2 separate regions of the Vulpes vulpes genome follow, and region 1 is linked to region 2. The links are chromatin contacts, called in public Hi-C maps. All regions are on one chromosome and are shown on one strand. The core of a region is the stretch at or near the end of the contact, and the rest is flanking DNA. Distances in the headings are between cores, read along the strand shown. Region 1 holds the start of RRM2 (ribonucleotide reductase regulatory subunit M2). Region 2 holds the start of HPCAL1 (hippocalcin like 1).

Region 1 (3,350 bases), core at 838-3,337, 140 kb before region 2:
AAAACGGGCGCCCAGAGGAAACGAAAAGGAGCCGCAGACGCCCGGTGCCTGGTGCCGGCGCGTGGCGGCCGCGGCGCGCGTCCTGTCGCGGCGCCCGGGTCCCCCGGTCTGGCCGTGCGCCCCCGTCTCTCTCCGGGCCGCAGGGCAGAGAGGAGGCACCGGGGGCCCGAAGCCCGGCCGGGAGGGCTCCTCGTGGTGTGACCTCCGAGCGGAGCCACGTAGCTTTCGGCGCCCGCTTCCTCTTGGAAAGTCCGAGCAGCCGGAGCGCGGGGGAGGGAGCACGGGACGTGCCCCCGTGACTCACCGTCGGGAGGGCTGAAGGGAGAATGGCGGCGACCTTTCTTTCTGCCTCGTGCTACCTACTTCTGGTCTTTCCCAGTTTCCTACAGCGCGCCCGTGTTGTTTGGGGAGTCAGGAAAAAGTGAAGCTAAGAACGAAGCCAAATTCTGGCTGGCTCAGAGTGATACTTTCATGGGTTCCTGTACATACAGAGAATATAACAGGAGCTAAGCAAAAAGCACATGGTGCCCGACACAGCACCCGAAAGGAGCACTTGGGTTGTGGATGATGCGAAATCGGAATGTGAGTTGGGTAGTGGAGGATACCAGGGCATCCTTGATACATTTATTAGATGTGATAATGGCTTTATCAGCCATAAAATCATCCCTAACAATACCCATTTTTCTGGAGCTGGATGCTGAAGGTGGAATTGACAATGCCTGCGAGTTGCTTTAAAACTAAGGATGCTAGACCAAAGTTTTAGTCATTGCTTTGTCTAAGGGCTAGGATCGTCACTGATCTTTCTCTGAGGCTTGAGAAAACATTAAACACAATATGTACATGGTATTAAGAAATGGAAGAAACAGACCCAAGTGAGGAGGGGGATCTTCCCTACCTCTGACCTCTTTCTAATATCTAGAAAAGACCCTGTAAAAAGTCCAGTGTTTCTCTTAGTGACAGCCCTAAGAGTGTTTGCAGATTTTGGAACTTTTCACAGGGGAAACATTTATTTCTTGGTTATTAACATTTCTTTCTCTTCATTTCTGGCATTTTGCCACCTGCACGGCAAATGTCTGGCAAATCTGAAAAACCAAATACAAAGTAAAACAAAAACTGTTAATGAATTCGTGTCTGCCTCATGACAATGCAGGTTTTCAATCTCTTCAGACTACCTGATGCCCAATAAGCAGTAGATGAATTCCCAGTTCTTCAAGCTTTCAAGATGTTTTTGCTCAGCTTCTGATTTTCAAAAATGCTGACATAGGGGAGGGTGGTCTGACACCAGGCACAAGTTCAGTGGCAAACTGTACCAAGGGCCCTCTCTGGCATTTAGTTAACTCGGCTTTACAAAGGACTGTGCATTTTTTACCAGAATTATCGCGCTGATCTCATTTTATTAATGATCCCACAGGTTAGGTCGGGCGACAAGTCCCATTTTACATAGGAGGGCAAGGAATCTTTTACAACCAGGTGAGGGACACAGCAACTGCACTGCGGGACTCAGTGGCCAGCGACCCTAACCGTTAGGCTGCACGGTTGTCACCGACCCTGCGGCCGCCAGGTCAGCCGGAACTCGAGGACCCCCAAACCCCCACCCAGGGACACGTACCTAAACGGTCGCAACCCCGCGCTCGTCTCTCGCAGCCAGGGGCGTTTCCAGGCATTTGCACCAAGCTCATTTGCAAAACCACTCGCCTCAACCCGCGAAAACGGTTCGGGGGTGGGGGAACGGTCTCCCGCCCGCTCCCGGCGGCCTCCAATCGCGTTGCTTCATTCAATCCCGAGCGGTTCCCGGGTAGGCGAGTCCCGCGCGCGCCACGGCCACCGAATCGCGCGGGGGCTGCACCCTTCGCCCGGGGGGGGGGCCCGCAGGGGCCGGGCGGCGGCGCCCCTCGCGCGGCCGGCGGGCCCGGGGGTCCGGGGGGTCCCGGGGGTCCCCGAGGGGTCCCGCAGGGTCCCGGGCGGCCGGCGGCGGGGGCTCCCGCGCGGCTCTCGAATCGCGGACGTCCGGGCGGCGCATCCAATGGGAAGGCGGCGCCTGGCCACGCCCACCGCGCGCGCCCCTCCGCGGTGGGCTTTTAAAGGCCGGGCCGGCGGCGCGGGGGCTCCCCGGACCCGCGCGCCGCCGCCGCCCAGCCGCCCGCCGCCGCCGCCATGCTCTCCGTCCGCGTCCCGCTCGCCACCATCGCGGACCCCCAGCAGCAGCAGCAGCAGCTCCAGCTCTCGCCCCTCAAGGGGCTCAGCCTGGCGGACAAGGAGAACACGGTGAGCGCGCGCGCGGGCCCGGGGGCGGGGGGCCTGAGGGCCGGGGCTGCCCCTCACCGCGCGTCTCCCCGCAGCCCCCGGCCCTCAGCGGCACCCGCGTGCTGGCCAGCAAGACCGCCCGGAGGATCTTCCAGGAGCCCGGCGAGCCGGTGAGTGGCGGGGCGGCCGGCGGGGAAGCGGCCTGTGCGGGCGGGGCGCTGCCGGCAGGGGGCGCCCGCCGCCTGTTGGCGCCAAAGCCTCATTGTCTCCTGCGTTTCTAGCCCAGCCACTCCCCGGCCCGCGCTCCTTTCCCGCCAAGGCATTGCCTCCCGCTCCTGCCTGCCCTTCCTCACACTTGCGCAGACTCCCCCCTTTTCCCCTCTTGCACCCCGGTCGTGTTCTCCGTACGATGCCGCGTGTGACAGCTGACACTTCACACGCCGAACCACCCGGGATTGCCGGTAACTGAACGCGCTTGGCCGCAAAAAGTGGCGATTTCATGTGGTTCGCCCTACCAGGGACCTCTCATTACTTTCTCGCCCCCACAGAAAACTAAGGTACTTGCCTCCAGCGCGGAGGAGGAACCACTGCTGAGAGAAAACCCCCGCCGCTTTGTCATCTTCCCTATCGAGTACCATGATATTTGGCAGATGTATAAGAAAGCGGAGGCTTCCTTTTGGACAGCCGAAGAGGTAACCCGAGGCAGGAGCTGGGGCCCTACAAGGTTAAGCGTAAGCGTTGCCCCCAGAGGAAATCCCCTGCAGGAGTGGATGCAACTTGCTTGAAATATACTTGACTCTTCCTCTTGCCCCCTCTTGGGGATGGTTGCCCACTGAGGATGTGAGATGTTCTAAGTGGCAAAGGGAGCTGTGCATGGGAGGGATGTTCCCGATTAAGGGGTGTCAGGACACTTAACAGAAGAAGGTCTGAGGGTTACTATGTGTGTGTACGGCCCCACATGCTTACCGTCCCTTGTGAACCTCTTAAACCTCAGGTGGATCTTTCCAAGGACATTCAGCACTGGGAATCCCTGAAGCCTGAGGAGAGATATTTTATATCCCATGTTCTGGCTTTCTTTGCAGCGAGCGATGGCATAGTAAATGAAA
Region 2 (3,588 bases), core at 470-2,969:
GGGAGAAGACGGCCATCTCTAAGCCACGAAGCACCTGAGCCTACAGGAGCAGGGGACAGGCTCGGGAAAGATTCCCCACCAGGTCCCTCAGAAGGAACCAACCTTGCTGATGCATTGATCTCGGATTTCCCAGCTTCCAGAACTCTGAGACAACACGTCTTGGTTTGAGCCAGCCAGCTTGTAGTACTCTGTCGTGGCAGCCCCAGGAACCTAACAGAACACCATACCCCGAATTTGTTTTTTGCTTTGCTCTAGTTCATGAAATTCAAAAGTACTTATCGAGTAACTACTATCTGCCCTTCCTCTGAAAGAATGAAAGGAAGAGGTCAGGTTGTATCTCACCTGAGGGAGACCCTGCTCCTTTTGAAGTTCAGGGAAGGGGGAAAAAAGTTCAGGGAAGGGAAATGCATAGGAGCTGAGAGGTCAGAGGCGGTGAAATCTGAGCAGAGCCCTGAGGGGTAGGTGGGTTCCAGATGGGTGGGAGAGAAGGGCCCAGGCAAAGGCCCCCCGAGGCCCACTGATAGGCGGGGTCCAGGATGTGCCTCCACCTACCTCTGTACTCACCTTGAGATTCCTCTACCTGCCTCGCTCTGAGCTCTCCCCTCCTCCTTATATTTCAAGACCCAGTGAAACCGTCACCTGCTCTGTGAGCCATTCCTGACCCTCTCCCCATGAGCTGATTTTGCGGGGGGAGCGGGGGAGAGGCACGGCGAGCTATAGCGCAGTCCTCGATGACGATGTTATCATGTCCTATACGGATGTCTGTCTGTTGCCCTGTGACTGGGCTGGGGAGACCCGTGCTCTGAATCTGTGGCAGAGACACTGTGATGTGCTCACCCAAATGACCGTTTCCTCCTGGGCACAGAGGAAGGCTGTGATTGCCGGACCCCTTGCAGCCCGGTGGCACCAGTTCTGGTCATTGACTGCTGACCCACGTGATGTGTGCCTCCTCCGGGCCTGGCTCCCAGTGACCTCCCACCCCTACCCGGAGACCCCCAGCTCACACTATCCCCTCCCTTGTGGCTGGCTGGAAGTCAAGGGGCTGGGGGAGACCTCAGATGCCCTGAGGGAAGAATCTCTAGATGGGAGAGATTCTGGCGGAATCTCCAGATGGAAGCGCCTGGAGTTCCTGAACATCGGGCGTGTTCCCGGAGGAGTCTTCCCCCAGCCCTCTGACCTAGCCCTGAACCGCAGCCTGAGTGAGAAGTGGGTCTTACGTGTGACCCCAGCAGCACTAGCCTATGCCAATCATCCCAGTATCTGCAGTCCCCCTGCTCATGGGCCTGGGCTTGACACGTGGCTGGGGGCCTCTCACCTGTAACCCCACCCTCTGCACGGACATACTCAGGGAAACCTGCTCAATGACCCTGGCCCCTGGTCTGCTGAGAAAAAAGGATGCTGCCCCTGGGTACCAGAGCTGCTCTGTGTGACTTCACCACAGCCCCATACCGGTGACGCGGGCGCTCACAGTCATTATTGTATTTAATCCCCACAGCAGGGCTGCCTAGGAGACTAACTCCCTCTGGGGTTGCCTTTGCCATTTGCTTGCTGAGAGAGGGGTCTGGGCTCAGACCACCTTGCCAGCCAGCGCAGCGCTCCCCCCCTCAAGCCGCCCCCCAGCATTGCTCCCTGCAGCCTCCTGTGTAGTGGGAGTTCACTCACCGTGTTTTTGTGGAGGAGGATTTGCAGGAGGATTTGAGTTTTCCCCTAGAGACGCCAGAAAGACAGTCTGTCTCAGCCTAACACTAACGCCCAGCTCCACATTCAGGGCTGTTTCTGTGGTTACCTTTCTTCGGGGATGTTTGGGGTGGGTGGGTGGTGGTAGTGGTGGGTGTGTGTATATATTTGCTTTTTCCAGGGCCCAGATTTTCAGGAGCTACTGGGGCGAGGGGTTCTGGGAAGCACAGTCCCTCATTCCTTCCCTCAGGGAGGTGCCTTCGGAGGGGGACAGAGGAAGTCTACAGGGAACACAGGTTTGTCTCTCCCTGCCACCCAGGCCGCCTGTGTCTGGGACCAGGATGTCAACCAAGGACCCGCAGCCCGCGAGGGAGGGAAGGGCCCCGGGAGAAGCCTGCTCCGCCGCCTGTGCATTTTATAGGTGGGGAAACCAAGGCCGCGGGAGTCTCAGGGACTTGCTGAAATCGCCCAGAATTGGCAAAGGCAAGCAGAACTGGAACTCAGGCGCCCCTCCTCCCGGTCCTCCGCTCCTTCCCCGAAAGAGGCGCGGTTGGTGGGGTGTATCCGCGCAGGGGACTGGCGGTGAGGGTGCCAGAGGGCCCCGGGAGACAGCCTGGGGCGACTCCGGCCTCTTCCCTTTCTGGGCCACCCGGGCCGCACTTCCTGCAGGGGCCGGGGAGGCGGGGGGTGGGCGCGGGGCTGGCCCCTCCCGGTGCCGCCTCCCGCCTCTCCCACGCCCGCAGGCCAGAGGCCAAGGGTTAGGGAGGCGGCACCGGTGCTCGGCTCCGCTCCGGCCCCGAGATCCGCCGGGACCGGGGCCGGGGCCGGGCTGGGGCCCGGGCGGGGCGGAGGGTGCAGCGGGGAGCACCGCGGGGCGCGGGGAGGCGGCTCGGAGGCCCGCACCCGGGGGCCGGGAGGGGCGTGGCCAGGGCCGGGGGCGCGACCCACGCAGGCAGGTGGGCGGGGCCGAGCCTGGGGGCGGGGCCTGGCGGGGGCGGGGCCTGGCGGGGGCGGGGCCGCAGGGACCTCGAGCTCGGCCCCGCCGCACGCCCCGCCCCCGGCCCCCGCCTCCGGGTCCCGCCTTCCAGTCCCTTCCTTCCCGGCGCTGGCAGGCGGGCCGCGGCGGCTGCAGGCGGCGGACGGGCGGGCCGGCGGACGGGCGGGCGCCTCCACCTCGCTCGCTCCCTCGCCGCCGGCTTCCTTTTGTTTTTCTGGGAGGCGATGAGCGCAGGGCCGGCGCGGAGGCTGCGGGCGCACGGAGGCCCGCGCTCCTAGCCACCCCTCCCGGCCTCGGCGCGCTCGTCCCGGGCAGCGGCCCGCGCCCGCCCCAGCGCCAGCCGCGCCGAACTTGGGCTCGGGAAGCCGGCGGACCGCGTCCTGCGCCGGAGCAGGTAGGGCTGCGGGGAGTGCGGGCGTGTGCACCGGCCTGAGCTGCGAGCTGCGAGCTGCGAGCTGCGGCCGGGCTCTGCGTGCGCGCGCGTGCTGGGGGTGCCTCTGCCTGCGTGGTGGAGTTGTGGACGCCCGCGGACCCGGCTGTGGCCCCGGAATGGCGTGTCCTAGTGGGGGCCGTGTGTACAGTGGGTGTGCACATTTTGGGCTGCGTTTGTGGAATTGTGTGTCGGGGCGCAGTTGCTGGTGTGAGCGGCTGCGCGTGGGGCGCGGGTGGCGGGGTGGGCGTGGGCGGGCCAGCCCTGCGTGCGGAGCCTCTGGCCCCCGCCGGCCGGCGCAGTGCGGAGCTTCAGGCCCCCCCCCCCGGATCCCGGGGAGCTAGCGCGGGCCTCTGGGGCAGCCTGGGTTCGCCCCGCCGGGGGGCAGGTCCCGCAGCCCACGTGGGTGGCAGGTGCGCTCCGGCCGGGGTAGGGGGCGGCGGCCAACCTCTCCCTGCTCACTAGGCCCAGGGGCGACGGCCGA

The links. Hi-C and Micro-C count contacts between places; a contact is called where the count stands out from the background.
Region 1: a Hi-C map of skeletal muscle shows a contact between it and region 2, with 6 times the contacts expected there. The contact joins the promoter of RRM2 here to the promoter of HPCAL1 in region 2. A contact is called at or near these places in 2 of 3 Hi-C or Micro-C datasets (both in skeletal muscle).

Annotation. Positions count from the first base shown.
Region 1 is chr8:104,812,579-104,815,928 of VulVul3, reverse strand. It overlaps RRM2 (ribonucleotide reductase regulatory subunit M2), which reads left to right and starts at 2,087. Exons shown (of 10, transcript XM_072767726.1): 1 at 2,087-2,265; 2 at 2,340-2,414; 3 at 2,793-2,936; 4 at 3,239-3,350. The coding sequence starts at 2,155.
Region 2 is chr8:104,671,765-104,675,352 of VulVul3, reverse strand. HPCAL1 (hippocalcin like 1) reads left to right here and starts at 1,719. Exons shown (of 5, transcript XM_026009109.2): 1 at 1,719-1,973.